Regions from separate parts of the Triticum aestivum genome. Here region 2 is linked to region 1. The links are chromatin contacts, called in public Hi-C maps. All regions are on one chromosome and are shown on one strand. Each heading gives the region's core, a stretch centred on a gene start, on an enhancer-like site or on the middle of the called end of the contact. The rest is flanking DNA. Distances are from core to core; before and after follow the strand shown.

The links. A called contact is a pair of places that touch in the nucleus more often than the background predicts.
Region 2: a contact with region 1 is called in a Hi-C map of root, with 7 times the contacts expected there. The contact joins the promoter of LOC123105804 here to the promoter of LOC123101757 in region 1. A contact is called at or near these places in 2 of 5 Hi-C or Micro-C datasets (leaf and root).

The regions. Positions count from the first base shown.
Region 1 is chr5A:666,119,607-666,127,116 of IWGSC CS RefSeq v2.1, forward strand. It overlaps LOC123101757, which reads right to left and starts at 3,046. Exons shown (of 14, transcript XM_044523063.1): 1 at 2,915-3,046; 2 at 2,731-2,818; 3 at 2,548-2,638; 4 at 1,784-1,868; 5 at 1,453-1,609; 6 at 1,052-1,163; 7 at 747-789; 8 at 581-650. The coding sequence starts at 2,959. It overlaps LOC100125712 (hypersensitive-induced response protein 1), which reads left to right and starts at 6,988. Exons shown (of 6, transcript XM_044527951.1): 1 at 6,988-7,168.
Region 2 is chr5A:666,349,610-666,357,119 of IWGSC CS RefSeq v2.1, forward strand. It overlaps LOC123105804 (bromodomain-containing protein DDB_G0270170), which reads left to right and starts at 4,263. Exons shown (of 9, transcript XM_044527954.1): 1 at 4,263-4,644; 2 at 5,315-5,372; 3 at 5,493-5,580; 4 at 5,700-5,745; 5 at 5,828-5,926; 6 at 6,937-7,005. The coding sequence starts at 4,366.

The DNA of each region.
Region 1 (7,510 bases), core at 1,796-4,295:
ATAATCTATACAGATCAGAGACACCAGTTATGTTTGATAAAATCGAACAGTTTCTGCAGATCAGACTAAATGGCATGCAGTTTTGGGTGACTAAGATTTACACAAGATCCAAGACAGTGAGAATAAGCAAAACGGTTATACTAATTGGCCAGTCTTGAGTCTAACAAACACCTTGAAATAATAGAACGTGGAACCTCCCGCAGGAATAGACCTAAATCATCTCAAAATATTCACAGTAAATTGGTCATTATCAATCATCGTTAGTGCTTCCAAACTCTCACAAGGAGAAGCCATAAGTTCTTATCGCGAGGATGTGATTTAAGTGTCTCTATCAAGTTATGTCATATGCATTCTTATTATTCATCTAGGCAGCAACTTGGCCATCTTTCATAGACAGTGCAAGAGTAAGAACAACATGAACAACTAACAATAGCAAGCAATTTTCCAAATAATATGAAATGTACAGTGGGGAAGGGAATACCAAGCTGGAGTTATCATTCATGTGCCCACTATATGCAAAACAATGATGGCCTATTAGTAAAACTTGGGCAGATCATGTGATGCTTGTTGTAGAAGTTACCACATGCTTCATTACAAGCTATAACTGCTGTGATTGAATCTGTATACATGATTGAAGAACCGAAGGAAACCTGCAAAAATTGAAATGCTTATTATATATTCAGATTAACCAGCGACGTACACGAAAATAGCTTGCCGAGTGGTCTATCCATAGTCAGTGAACATACAAAAGATGACTCAGTCATGCAGGTACACCACTTGAAGACATAACTGTATGTTACAAGCTAATGATGGGCTATTACTGAAGTAAAATCTCTAATGTTCTACCTTCTTTTGCTCAAAGGAAGATGTAATTTTCTGCATTACCCAAGAGGCCAAGACTAACAAAATCATCACAATAAAAGGGTAGCATGTCACCTCTTCTGCATCAATCTGCTCAACTGACTTGTACATACACTCTCTCTTTGTATCCTGTTACCAGCATTTGAGGCAAGAAAAACTTCTCCAATCTGCTTCTAATTCAGGTATTCACCTCTTCTGCATCAATCTGCTCAACTGATTGTAGATACTCTCTCTCATGGTATCCCTGTTGCCAGTATTTAAGGTGAAAACATCTGCTCCAGGATGATTCCTCAACCTTGCAACTGCATTTTATAGGGGAGAATGTTTTAGTCACGACCCAAGGAGAGACCATAGTCAGAAGATTGACTCGCATGCGTCTACGAAAAGCATGGGGTGGTAAAAATATATCTTGCTCCCATGCTGGAGATATCTGTTAATTTCTTATATATGTAACATAGCACACTTGGGTACACTGTAGCAATCGTTATAAAAATGTGCCCATTGCTGAACCGGGTACTAAAAGACAATCGATGCAATGCTCTTTATACAATATCATGTACAGTCAAGTTCCCAATTTGTTAAAAATGGTACCTCCAGGAATGTCTCGGCCATATCTTGGTAGTGGTATGGTGGCCAGCACAGGGATGTTGGACTCCATAACTCTCATCACAGCAGGGAAAAATGCTGAACTGAACAATTCCATTTTACCCACTTCATCAATGATGAAGAGATCTGTATCTTCTTTGACCTGATAAATCAACAAGAAATATAAAGCTGTTGGCTACATTTCGATAGTAAACAGTGATCTGACAGACTGGTCTAAATCCTGGGTTCATGATTATCACACATGTCTGGCATGTATGAACAAACTAGCAACCTACCATTCGAACTAAGGTCAGGGAAATATCTCGGAACTGCTTACCTGTAACTCAGGCAATGCTAGCGATTCCAAAGATGCTACATCTACTTTGTACTTCCCAACAGTAGGCCATCTAACAGACTCAGGGCTGCAAGATACCACAAACTTAGATGCCATTATCACTAAGATAAAATAGTTCAATGAGTGATCTATAAGGATATAATCAACAAAGCACTAAAATAAACTACGAATTATCTAACAGAGACCATACCTAAAACCTTTTCACTGAGCTTGATTAGAAGCTATACAGTAACATGACAGAAAACAAGACACGGAAAGACGCAAAATTATGTGAAGATGATACTTCTTGAGCTATGTATTCTACCTAATTGTTACTCTGCATGGCAGGAGTGTGCCAAAATGAGAAGAGCCAAAATCTACCATATGCTTGAGATTACTGGCAGTGGCATTAACTAGTCTCACATAAAATTGAGTTTGGAGATCAGATGTTTATCGACAAATCCGAGACATAAACAAGTGGCCTAACAAGCTGAATATCGGTGTCAGGAGGCATTCTTCTACCATCAGCGGCATTTGAAATGTAGGCAAGTGTTAAAAGTGCAACATAGACAGGTTTAAGGAAGTTCTGAAATGGTCCATCACTTGGAGAGAGAACTCTGTGCACCATCAGACAAGGATTTTAACAGTGACCGCAAGCAAGTTTATTGAAACTAGATGCAGTTAACTCGAGTGTAAGAATCTATTGCCGTGCATATGCTAGCCAAGGAATTCAAATCAAGCATAGGGGCAGGCAAGCTGAGGGCAACCTTGAAATCCTAGAGGATGCAAGCGGTCCGCTTCGCCCGTCGAGCGTCACGACCTCGAACCCGACTCTCTCCCCATTCTCCCTCACCTCCCCTGCAAACAGAAAGCACGACGGGGAGTGAAATCTCTGGGGGCAAACCGCACGGGCAAACGAATCGGAGATCGGAGTTGGAGGGGGGCGGTACGGGTATAGAATCCGCGGACGGCGAGGTGCGGGTGGGACGACCTGAGGGTTTCCAGCACCCGCATGACCAGCGTCGTCTTCCCCACGCCCTGCGAGCACCGGCGGCGGGCCGACCGAGGCCGTGGTTAGGCGCTTGGCAAGGCGGGAGGAGGGTTTTGTGCGGGGTTCGAGGGGTTACTGCTTACCGGTGGGCCGGTGACGAGGAGACATCTCGACGGCGCGGCGGCCATCGGCGAGGCAGGCGACGGCGGCCGCGGCTGGGTTTTTTTTTTTGGCTGGTGGTAGCGGCGTGGTGCCGTACAGACTGGCAGATTGCCTCGTCGCGGCCCAAACGAGAGAACACGACACGGTCTATGACTATGCGGGCCGCAATTTTCCATCAGGTAGGGACTGTCGGTATTGCCGGCCCAGTAGACGATGGGTTTGGTTGCTGGGTTATCCCACCTAGTTTCAAAAAGCCCTAAAAGAAACTAGTGCCAGTGTTTTGTTCGTGGGAGAACAGGGATAATATTCCTCCAAAACGAGGCTCCACCGGGAAAACCTCACTAAATTTGAGAAGAAAGAATGAAAAAATGCAGCACATGTATGTAACATAAATTTACTACGATTCAATAATTTTAGAGTTTATTTCGATGTGAATGGATTAAAAACATTAAATGATGCCTTTTGATAAAAAAAGATTCATTGGAGCAAAAGAAACCATGAGGTCTTTTGATCAAAGAAAAATTCCATTCACGTCAAAAGAAACAGGAAGGGCATGTTATGTTCTACTAATAGTGGTATATGGGCTAATTTATAGCCCAATTTGAATTTAATACATTTCAAAACGAAATCTATCTTTTTGTGTTCTTGAGCTGCAAATCAAGTTTAAACCTGGTATAATTGTAAAAGAATCTGCTATGTACATGTTTTTTTGCGAGAAAACTTTTGATCTAATCATCATCGATAATGGCGATACAACGAACACCAGAAAAATAACAAAAATTACATCCAAAATTCGTAGACCACCTAGTAGCAACTAAAGTACTAAAGTGAGCCGAAGGCCCACCACCGTCATTGCCGTACCCTCATCAGAGTCGGGGAAAACTTGTTATGGTAGACAGTTGGGAAGCCATTGTGCTAATGCCCAACATATCTAACGTACCAGAACATCAACCGTCGCCCCGATGAATAAAAGCGTAGTTCGGAAGGATCCAACCTGTAGACACATAAACGCGGGCGAGTGAGAAATAGATTTGAGCAGATCCATCAAAGACAAACACTGGCCGAATCCCGCAAGATCTATCGGAGACACACCTCCGCGTGCCCTTCGACGATGCTAGGCGCACCACCGGAACAACGGCTAGGCGGGGAGAACCTTATTGCATCTTCACGAAGCCGTCGTCATCTCATCTTCTTGAGCAGGACACACCAAACTAAAAAAACATTTTAAATCGAAACCCTCCCACTGGCAAGGTCCAGGATCCATCGCGCCACTGGCGGACCTCCCCAGTGGGCAGGGTATGGCAGCCGCCATACCGTACTTCTGGGTAAAAAAAATATATACATATGCATCTATCGATCGATACTTGAATGAATTGCTTGACTCGTTTGACCGCACCCAGGGCTGGCCAGCCTGGCTTGATGGGCCGACGTGATGCATCCAGCTGTTGGGCACTTGGGCTAGTAACAACCGGTCGAGATCGATCCAGCGCCCACGCACACGAGACACGACGCCCAGCCGCGACGCAATCCTAAGCAGCTAGCGCGGCGGCGGCGGCTGGCCAGGTCGTGAGGACGAGGAGGGCCGTGGGCGACCGCCGACGGCCGGACGACAGCGGCTGGCTGGGGGCTTAGAGGGCGGCGGCGGCAAGCTCCAACGGCAGCAAAAAGCAGCGGCTCCAGCGGGCGACGATAGTTGAGGATTTTGCTGGTAATCTCTCAGGGTTCGAAACTTTGAACCACTCCTCTGCTCTGAACTATTTGCAGCCACTACCACTTTGTTTATACAATTATATTTTTCATTCATGCTAGTGTACGCACAAGTTTTTTGTTTTTAGATGATTATACATACAAGCCAATAAGATGCCCAGCCGGCGCAGTTCTGTGACTTCTGTCCATAAGATGGAAAAGAAGGGGAAAGAACCAGCAAATGCAAAGGAAAGAGGAGGAAGAGGTATATTTATCATGTCCGCTTGGTAAAATTAAGGAAGATGTGTTACATTGAGTGATAAATCTTTAAAAGAATGCTCTTGTTAAAATTAAGGAAGATTTTCAGAAAAAGGGTAGGGCACTGCCATTGCCTGGATCTTCTAGACGCCATTATAAGCATTATCGGTATGTTTTAGGTTGTTTTTCTATTGAAACATTATACATTTTTATTGTATTTGGTTATTCATTTGTAGTATGCATTGTTAGTGTGTATTGACTCCTTTGATTCGCATAAAAAAAAATCTTAGTGAGACTTCGCCCCATCTTAAAAAAATTTCGTGGTCCGCCTCTGCATCGCGCTACATGGCCCCAAGGCCACAGGAGATGAGGCAGATTAGCGCCGTCGTCGACAGGGGGCAAGAACCCTAGCCACATGTTTAGTTGAGACGGACGAATGATAAGTGGTATAGTTGCGGCGGTTTAGATTAGCCACATGTTTAGTTAGGTGGTATAGTTGCGGCGGTTTTTCAAGTAAAACCGAGGCACGGCACCACCGGTTTCGTACGAGCGAGACGCTAATCTGGCGGCCACGAGCACACGGCATAGGATAGGGCCTCGAGTTCACCACGCCACCCCTACGCGGCTACGCTGTCGAGACTCGAGACTGATTCCGATTCCCGTTGTTGTGGATCACACGTCTTTCCGGTTTCAGCAAACGAGTTAAAGCCATTATTACCGATGTTGGGCTCCCCTCGTGGAAATGGGAACCGCGGGAAGTTTGCGCGAAAGCCTCCGGCCCGGCGTGTGCGGTGGATACGCGATGCTGGAGCAATTTCTGGCAAGTTTACCCACGGGCCGGCGAATCCGGCCAGGTCTTGTCCTCGTTTCGGTCCGGCCCACGCGCCATCGACCTCGCCTATGCACGCTCTTTTTTTTTTCCTCTCAAGAACTCGCACGCAGGCAGCTATATAGGCCCAGTTCTTTTGAGCAGATTATGAAGAATCTTGGTCTCGAAAATCCCGAGCAAAAAGAATTCGAATGAACTTCCAAAATCTCAATAGGATTCTCCAGAATCCTAGTGCAATCCCAAAATCCCAAAATACCTGGTTTCTCCCACAATCTCTGGATTCTGACAAGTCCCATCAAAGAAAACGTTTCGAAGTATAGTTGTACCCCTATTGTATTACGTATTTACGGTCAAAATGCCACCCCGTAGTCCAGCCCAGGACCCCGAAACGAGCGAACGCACCCGACTGCTCGCTCGTCTCCCAGTTCCCGCACCGTATCGGGGCAGCGGAGCTTCAAGCCGCCCCGCCCCCGCCCCCGCCGGCCAGCCCGCCCCCGCCCTCGCCGGCCAGCCTCCCTTGCCCGGTCCGCCCCGCCCCACCATCTTCGCGGCAGCGGCTAGGTTGCCGCGTCGCCGCCGGCCAGGCCACGCCATCCCCGCCCCCGCCGGCCAGCTTCCCTCCTCAGCTCCTCCTCGCCCCTCAGTCCGCCCCGGCCCTCAGCCCCGTCCCTCAAAGTTCGACGCCGACGCTCACGGTGAGCCCTTCTTTTTGCATCTCTCTATTTCTTCATGCTTGAATAATGCTTGAATTGATGCTAGCTATTGTTGATAGATAAAATAGGTAGATGGATTGATGCTTGAGTTTGTTAACATTTCATCAAACAAATTCGGTCTAAGGGTAGTACAGACAATTCAACACACAACAGCTTCTAGAATCTCAAACTACAATCTCTGAAAAGAACTCGACAACAGATTCTGGGAGAAGCAGATTCTGGGAGAATTGTTCAAAATCCTAATTCTGTAGAATCTTGCCTAAAAAGAACTGGGCCATAATAAGTGCGGAACGGATCCTCTAACATCATGAAGAGATGTCACGAAGCTAGAGTGCAATCTCAGTGCAAAACAAAGAAGAGATGTTATGGACACTGTAGCAAAAATAATATGCGCAATTACTGTTCATAAAAAATAAAAATCGAAATTAATTTTATTACACCATAATTTTGTTTATATGTAATTATTGTAAATGTATAAAGTAGATTTGTGATTTGTAAAGTAATTCAAATCATTTTAGGCTTAATCATATGGATGTGAAGAAGGGATGTCAGGGTACCATAGCTTTCCTAACATCTCTTTGTGATGTTAGAGGATCTCGTTCCTAATAAGTGGGGGGAATAAGTGGGGGGAGGAGGAATAAGAAGAAGAAGAAGAAGCCAACCCATCCAAGCGGCAGCAGGGCAGACGGCCGGCGACGAACCAATCCAGCCAGCCGAACTCGTCAGCGCGCAGCAGCCTCTCCCGCGAGGTTCGTTTCCCGCTCGACCTAGCCCCCCTCAATCCCATCTCCTCACGGCCGGCCGCGGCGGCGGCGGTTTCGATCGAGCTAGGCCGCCTCTTTAGGTTTCCTGCAGTCAATCGACCGGGCGTGCGTGTTTCTTGGGCATTCCCCCCCTCCCGGCGTTGGCCAGGCCAGGGTTTTCTTGGAGGAGGGGATCGATTTTGTTAGTGATTTGGGCAAGCCGCTCTCTTTGCTTCGTGGCGGGGATGGGGATATTTATCTTTATTACAGCATGACAATTCTTTCTTGATGTTTTTCACCGGTCCCTTGTCCAATTTCAACCGTCTCTTTGGATTCGACACCGCATCT
Region 2 (7,510 bases), core at 3,013-5,512, 230 kb after region 1:
CTCTCAACCATTTTGAGACTCCTCGTCATGTCTGTGATCTCATCAGGGTTTCCGAACAATCTTCGGTCACCAAAACACATAACTCATAATACAAATCGTCATCGAACGTTAAGTGTGCGGACCCTACGGGTTCGAGAACTATGTAAACATGACCGAGACACCTCTCTGGTCAATAACCAATAGCGGAACCTGGATGCTCATATTGGTTCCTACATATTCTATGAAGATTTTTATCGGTCAAACCATAACGACAACATACATAATTCCCTTTGTCATCGGTATGTTACTTGCCCAAGATTCGATCGTCGGTATCATCATACCTAGTTCAATCTCATTACCGTCAAGTCTCTTTACTCATTCTGTAATGCATCATCCCGCAACTAACTCATTAGTCACATTACTTGCAAGGCTTATCATGATGTGCGTTACCGAGAGGGCCCAGAGATACCTCTCCGATACTCGGAGTGACAAATCCTAATCTCTATCTATGCCAACCCAACAAACACCTTCGAAGATACCCATAGAGCATCTTTATAATCACCCAGTTACGTTGTGACGTTTGGTAGCACACAAGGTATTCCTTCGGTATTCAGGAGTTGCATATCTCATAGTCAAAGGAATATGTATAAGTCATGAAGAAAGCAATAGCAATAAAACTTAATGATTAATATGCTAAACTAACGGATTGGTCTTGTTCATCACATCATTCTCCTAATGATGCGATCCCGTTCATCAAATGACAACACATATCTATGGTTAGAAAACTTAACCATCTTTGATTAATGAGCTAGTCTAGTAGAGGCATACTAGGGACATTGTGTTTTGTCTATGTATTCACACATGTATCAAGTTTCCAGTTAATACAATTCTAGCATGAATAATAAACATTTATCATGATATAAGGAAATATAAATAACAACTTTATTATTGCCTCTAGGGCATATTTCCTTCAGACTATGCCTTCAATTGCAAGTTTTGTGCGAGAGGTTTCACTTAAAGTCATAACCATTACTTGACTGCTAGTAGCCTACCCCGTGGTTGGAGCATATGCATCATACTCCCTGCCTCCCTGGTCTCTTCGTGAGCTTACTAGAGAACACCCAAGTCTCATAGACTGTGACGTTTAACAGTCGGGGATCATATATGTGTGTTCTTTCAGGAATGGTTTGTAGGACAACATATTTGCTACATGTAGCCAATAGAAATGCATTAAGGCATCTTGTTAACCTGCCTGGTAGTTCTCTTACAGTTTTGAGAGTTTTGCATCTTCACATAGAGTGAGTTATCAGTTACTCCCCTTCGTTAACCAATAGGTTGTTCTTCCCATGTCCTAATTCACTCGATCTCCAATTGCAAAGGTTGGGTTACTACGATGGTGTAACACATATGGGTTTCATACTCATCTGTCTCGATGCATTATCTATCACATTTCGTGATAGTCCCTTTTAAAAAGGATCTACCAGGTTTTTGTCTATTTGAACATACATGAGAGTTATTGCTCTGGAGTTTCTCAATTTCCTGACAAACTTCAAACATCTCTTCACATGTCTTGATTACTTCACATTATCCTTATAGTTGTTCACTTTGATAATGACTATTTTGATTGTCATAATTGATAAGAATAGCCGACACTAGTTGTTCAACCACAGGCAAGCCCATCGAGGGCTCAAACAGCCACCCAGCCTCAACAGTGGCTATGTGTAAAGTAGAAAGTTCTGCTTCCATGGTTGACCTTTGTCAAAATGGTTTGCTTACAAGACCTTCATGATATCACGCCACCTTCATAAGTAAATACATACCCACTTGTGGCATAAATCACACCTACATCAGAAATCCAACTCGAATCATTATATCCTTCAAGCACGACGGAGTGCCCTGAATAGTGAATTTCATAACTCATTGTACTTCTCAGATGGCGCAAGACTCTATCAAGTGCATGCCAATGATCACCCTCCTATTTGACAAGAACCTGTTTAGTTTGCTCACAGCAAAAGAGATACCGTGTTAGACTACGGTGGCGTCGCAAGTTGTGACATGAGGCAAAACCCCAGCTTGTTTCGGTATGTCTTTGGTTGTGGCCGGTAAGTCATATATAAAGGAGAACCCGTGCGGTTTTGTTTCGCGATTATGATCTCAAACCGACTTGGTTTCCAAGTCGTAAGTAATCGGACAAGAAAACAATCAACTTGTTTGCCAAGACATGCAAAAATAAAACGACAAAAGAAAGCAATGTCGTATCTGGGCAGATCATTCACGCGCATGTCGCACGCCCACGCCCCGGCCAAGCCCGGCGAGGCGGGACGAGGCAAGGCGAGTACACGCGCTTGTTGTTCTCTTTCTCTCCTCATACTCACCATATTCTGTAGTCGGTAGAACCTACTATATAAAGAGGTACCACATCTACTCAATAACAATTATATATGAGACTGAAGTTTAGAACCACCTCTTGCCATTGGGCCTTTGAGATTTACTTTAGGAATTTAAGAACTTGTACATGACCAAGCCCATTACTTTTGGATGCCAATAACTGCCACACGTATGGGCGTTAAGGAATCTGCCCACATGTTCTGTGTGGTGCCTAAGAGGACCAGCCCACGCGTCTGTGTGTGGGCAAAACAATTAGCGTCCACATGCCTCTTTTTTCCCCTCCCAGTCCCTCTTACACGCGTGTGTGTGGGCGAAATAGATAACGCCCACACGCGCGGTACGTCAGGCCTCGTACCTCGTGGTCCCGCGCGCCCCGCAGTTGCCATGGGGCGGACCCTCACCCATGTTCGTTTAAGTGCAGTTGCCATGTCGTTGAACTACGGTTGTCATGTCGGACAACTACAGTTGCCATGTTTGCTCAACTGCAGTTGCCATCTCAGGTCAAAGTTCCAGATTGCCATTTTTTGGACAACTACAGTTGTTGCCATGTGTGGTCTGGTCTACTGCAGTTACCATGATTTCAAAACTTTAGGAGTTGCCACCTACTAACACTAGGCAGTTGCCATGTAGCTACAAAAAAGGCATGGCAAAAAATATGTTCGGGTAAAAGAAAGAGTTGTCATGTGCTCACAAGCACGCTAGGGCAGTTGCCATTTAAAAAGAAAGAGTTGCCATCTGCTTACGTGCACGCTAGAGCAGTTTGCCATGTACCATGCAAAACATATGGCAACTGACATGTTCGGGTAAAAAAAGAGAGAGTTGACATCTGCTTGCAATCATACTAGGGCAGTTGCCATGTACACTGCAAAACGCATGGCAACTGGTAGCTTGGGTGTGGAAGAGGAGGTGGGTGTGTGGGCGAGATGGCAAACGCCCACACACCAGTCCTTGTGCGTGACTGAAAACAGATGTGTGGGCGAACTACTAAATGCCCACACACCGGCCCCTCCGTGTGGTAAAACGAATGTGTGGGCGACCTCTCTCACACACCACACACGCGAGTTGTCCTACGTGGCATACAAAATCAGCTAATTCGTGTCAAAATTCGTGCAGAAGTTACTGGACGGTGATGAAGACGTGTGGATGAGTTGGTTAACGCCCACATGTGTGGACGTTAACATTTTCGTTACTTTTAACAAGAACGCCCGAGTGCGCCGATGAGTGTGTCTTTTGGGTGGACCGGACGTGCGCCTGGATGACTGCAAACTGCCTCTACGTTTGGTTCTGCTTCCTGTAATTCAGGACATCCGGACCGGTCCGAACAAATTAGACGACCGTCGTTGAATGACAAGAGAAAAAGTTTGAACTGCCCGATTCAAATATTGAGGGGCGACTTGGTGATCCGTATTGGAGTCGTCTTTCTGGGGTAGCCGATGGACTGCTTAACTCTTACACATGCTGCAGGAACACCGTAACACACCTCGACACAGCAGATCAGTCGACGCAGATCAGTCACCGTAACCTTCTCAAAACGGCAACGCTTAGCTCAACCCACCTGGTGAACACTGAACACGCGGCACTTCGAAAACTGCGGGAAAATACTCCCAAGGAAAAGAAAAGGAGAGCCAGCATGCCGTCCGACTGACATGTGGGCCCACGCGCTCCTTACAGCCACCCCACGCAGGCCCTGCGAGACCCACCAATCAGCCCCGCCCACGGCCCGGGCCCGCCGTCCCCACCCCCACCCGACGCGCCCCAGGCCGGCCGATCGCAACACGCCAGTTCCACCCACGGCCACTGCCGCGTGGGACCGGGGCGGCCCTGCCCCACAAGGCAGGGCTGGGGGGAGCCCGTCGCGGCCGAAAGAGCCCCGGACGAAAAATACCAAACGCACGCGAGGCCACACGCACCCCGACCCGTTCGTCCATCCCACCCCCGCCCCCGCCTCCCCCTCCCTCCTCGCCGCCGCCCCGCCGGCGCCGCGGGCCGCCGCCGCCGATGGCCAAGACACGGAGGCCGCCCGCCCCGCCCCCGCCCCCCGCCCCCGCGGAGACCCCGTCCCCGCAGCGGAAGCGCAAGAAGAAGGGCCGCCCGTCGCTCCTCGACCTCCAGCGCCGTAGCCTCCGCCTGCAGGCGCAGAGCCCCGAGGCCCCGTCCCCGCCGCCCCCCGCCCGCCGCGGCCCCGACCCCTCCGACGACGACGACGACGCGGGGGGCGCCAGCACCGGGCGGCGCCGCCAGAAGCGGCTCAAGAACGTCCTCTCCGGCGCCGGCGAGGTCGGGCCCCCTCCCCCCTCCCTCCCTCGCCCCGAAATTCCGAGTCCCCCCGAGGTTTTGCGGGCGCCCGGGCGGGGTTTTGGCCCCGCGGGACACGCGGCGATGCCGGGCCGTGGTGGTTGGATCTGCGCGCGGGTCTGCGATTTTTTTCCCCGGGGCGCGGGGCCGGCCTCCCCCGCGGCACGGTACGGCGGGGGAGAGAATCTGGCGGGACGAGAGAGAGATCAGTGCGCGGCACTGCGGCCGCGGATTTTTCGAGCTTCCCGGAGAGAAGACGTTGGCTTTTTTTGGGCGGGCCTGGATTTGTTTTTGTTCCCCCTGGGGGTCTGCGTCTAGCTTAGGGGATCTCCACCTCGTCAGCGCTTTAATCCTTTCCTTTGGCGGCAAACAGTACGCGGATCTGACAAGTTTTTGACGGATTTGACTGCCTTTTCCTCGCATTTTTGTTGTTGTTGTTGTTGTTGTTAACGGGTCGCGGCCAAGCAGGCGCTGTCGGAGCGGCGGCAAAAGTCGTCGCCTCTCAGAGCCAAGGATTTATTGCTGGCGAATGCAAAATTTTACGACAACCATGTTGACGCAAGCTTGCGATTTCATCCATGGCGGGCTCGCCAAGCAAATAGCTGACTGACTGACTGACTGACTGACTGAAGTTCTTTTGCTGCTGCTGCAGGAGGAGGAGGGAGCTGCGGTGGAGGAGAAGAAGGATGCGGCGAAAGCGACGGGGAAAGGTGAGGTCTTGGAGGGAACCAAGCATCAGCCTTGAGGTGGTTAAAGAATTTGAATTTTTCTCTCCCTGCGGCTAACGTTTGCTCGCCTCTCGCTGCTGCTGCTGCTGCTTGTGGGAGCAGGGGCCGCTGCGTCGTCGGGTGGCGGGCCCACGGGGACGCCCCTCCCGGACAAAAAGTTGCTGCTCTTCATCCTCGACAGGCTCCAGAAGTGAGTGCCCTGGCCCCATCATCCTTCATCCTCCTCTGCTTCTCCTCTCCTCCTCCAATGGTCTTCAGCTATTCGCGTCTGTTTTCTTACGCTGCCTTGCCTTGCACTGCTTCTCCCAGGAAGGACACCTATGGAGTGTACTCGGATCCCGTCGACCCGGAGGAGGTGAGCAAGCGGTTTACCTCTCATGACTAGCTCTGTTCTTGTCATGTTGGAGTGCTAGTATGACTGTTTTGTGTGGCTGCAGCTTCCGGATTACCATGAACTCATCGAGCATCCGATGGACTTCTCAACGATCCGCGAGAAACTTTTGAGCGACAAGTATACCATCCTAGAGCAGTTTGAGGTATTCTGCCTCTTTTTGCTGTTACTGTTTCTATGCCTGATGTTTATTTTCTGTTACTGGGCTCTGTTCTGATCCAGTGGCAAAACAGATGTTGGCTTCTGCCCTCTGTTATATACATACTGTCTTTTATTCTGGGTCACACTTCATAGATTAGACTGTTGTCCTGCTTTTTTATTTATTTGCACAATCGAAGGCCTTCATCCTGGTTCTGTTTTTCCTTCTATTCTGTCTATTGTTTGTAATGTACTGACTCTTCCCTCTTAACTGGTGTTGTTTGCTTGTGCTTTCGGCACTTTGGGTTTTGAAGATACGTTCCGATCTGCCCACATTAATTGAGGCGGTCGTCTGCATGTGACTTTTGCATGTATCTCAATTCCCATCGTGGGCCGAAATAGGGATCTTTTTGTATGAATTATTGTCCTCATTGGGGGGGTACTCTTTTTGATTGGCATTTAGAGATTTTCATTGTTGCTGTATATGATGTCCTTTACTGGAACTGTTGAGGGAGAAAAATACATTCAGCCTTTTCAAGGTTTACTCCTACTGCAGCTCTGCTGTTGTACTTATTAATTAAGTCCACATCTTATGCTCTGAAGTGCTATGACAGTGTGCTGTACATGATCACCTAACACAGTACAACTCCCGCTTTATTCTTGCCAGCTAACATAGGATAGATCACTTGAGGGTGAACTTCCGTGGGGAAGTACGTCCAATTTATGCAGAGATAATCCTGTAATTGATGTAGATATCTCCTTCTCGGAGATATAGTCGATGCACTGGAGAGTGCTTTTTTACAAGTTTAAGTGCATTTTATGTTGAGCTTGTATTTTGGAAATTGATATGTTCCATTAAACCAGCAACAATGATGACAATTTTCCGGCATATATATATATATGTTGCAATTGTATGTGAGATTCATTACTGTCTTAAGGGATGATGCAAATCATAATGGAATAATACTCTGCTTCCGTGGCATGGATCTGTTTTGATATCGATGTTTTTCTGTGCAGAATGATGTATTTCTACTTACATCCAATGCCATGTCCTACAATTCAGAAGACACAGTATACTATCGCCAGGTATATATATTTTACTATGATGTAGTGCACATGCTGCTCGTATTAAAGATGTTTCAATCCATCCTGGCACATGTACTGCTGTATTATCTGGACGGTTACTTGGTAGCTCTTTGCTTAGGAATATGTAGGATGTGCTTGATTGGTCCTTCCATTTTTCTGGCAACCCCTAAGAATTTGGGGGACAGCCAAGTTTGGCATGCCAATGGCCCTTTGACCATTTTTGCGCCAATTGGAACCAAAATGTTTGTGGATTTTTGGCTAGCTAATTTATTTTCCAATTGGTATGTATCATAATTTGTGTATGATCAGCGCAGTTCTTTGGGAACTTATGTGTTAAGTGTGTAACTTGACCTTCTGCTGTTAGTTTGTATACCAACAGGACATCAAGTTTAGTACTTTTCACAGCATATTTCCTGAAAATATTGTGCATTCACAAACGCAAAATGGAACCGGTACATTTTCAGAATAGTTGTTTCTGTTCTTTTCTTTTGCTTCTTACACTATT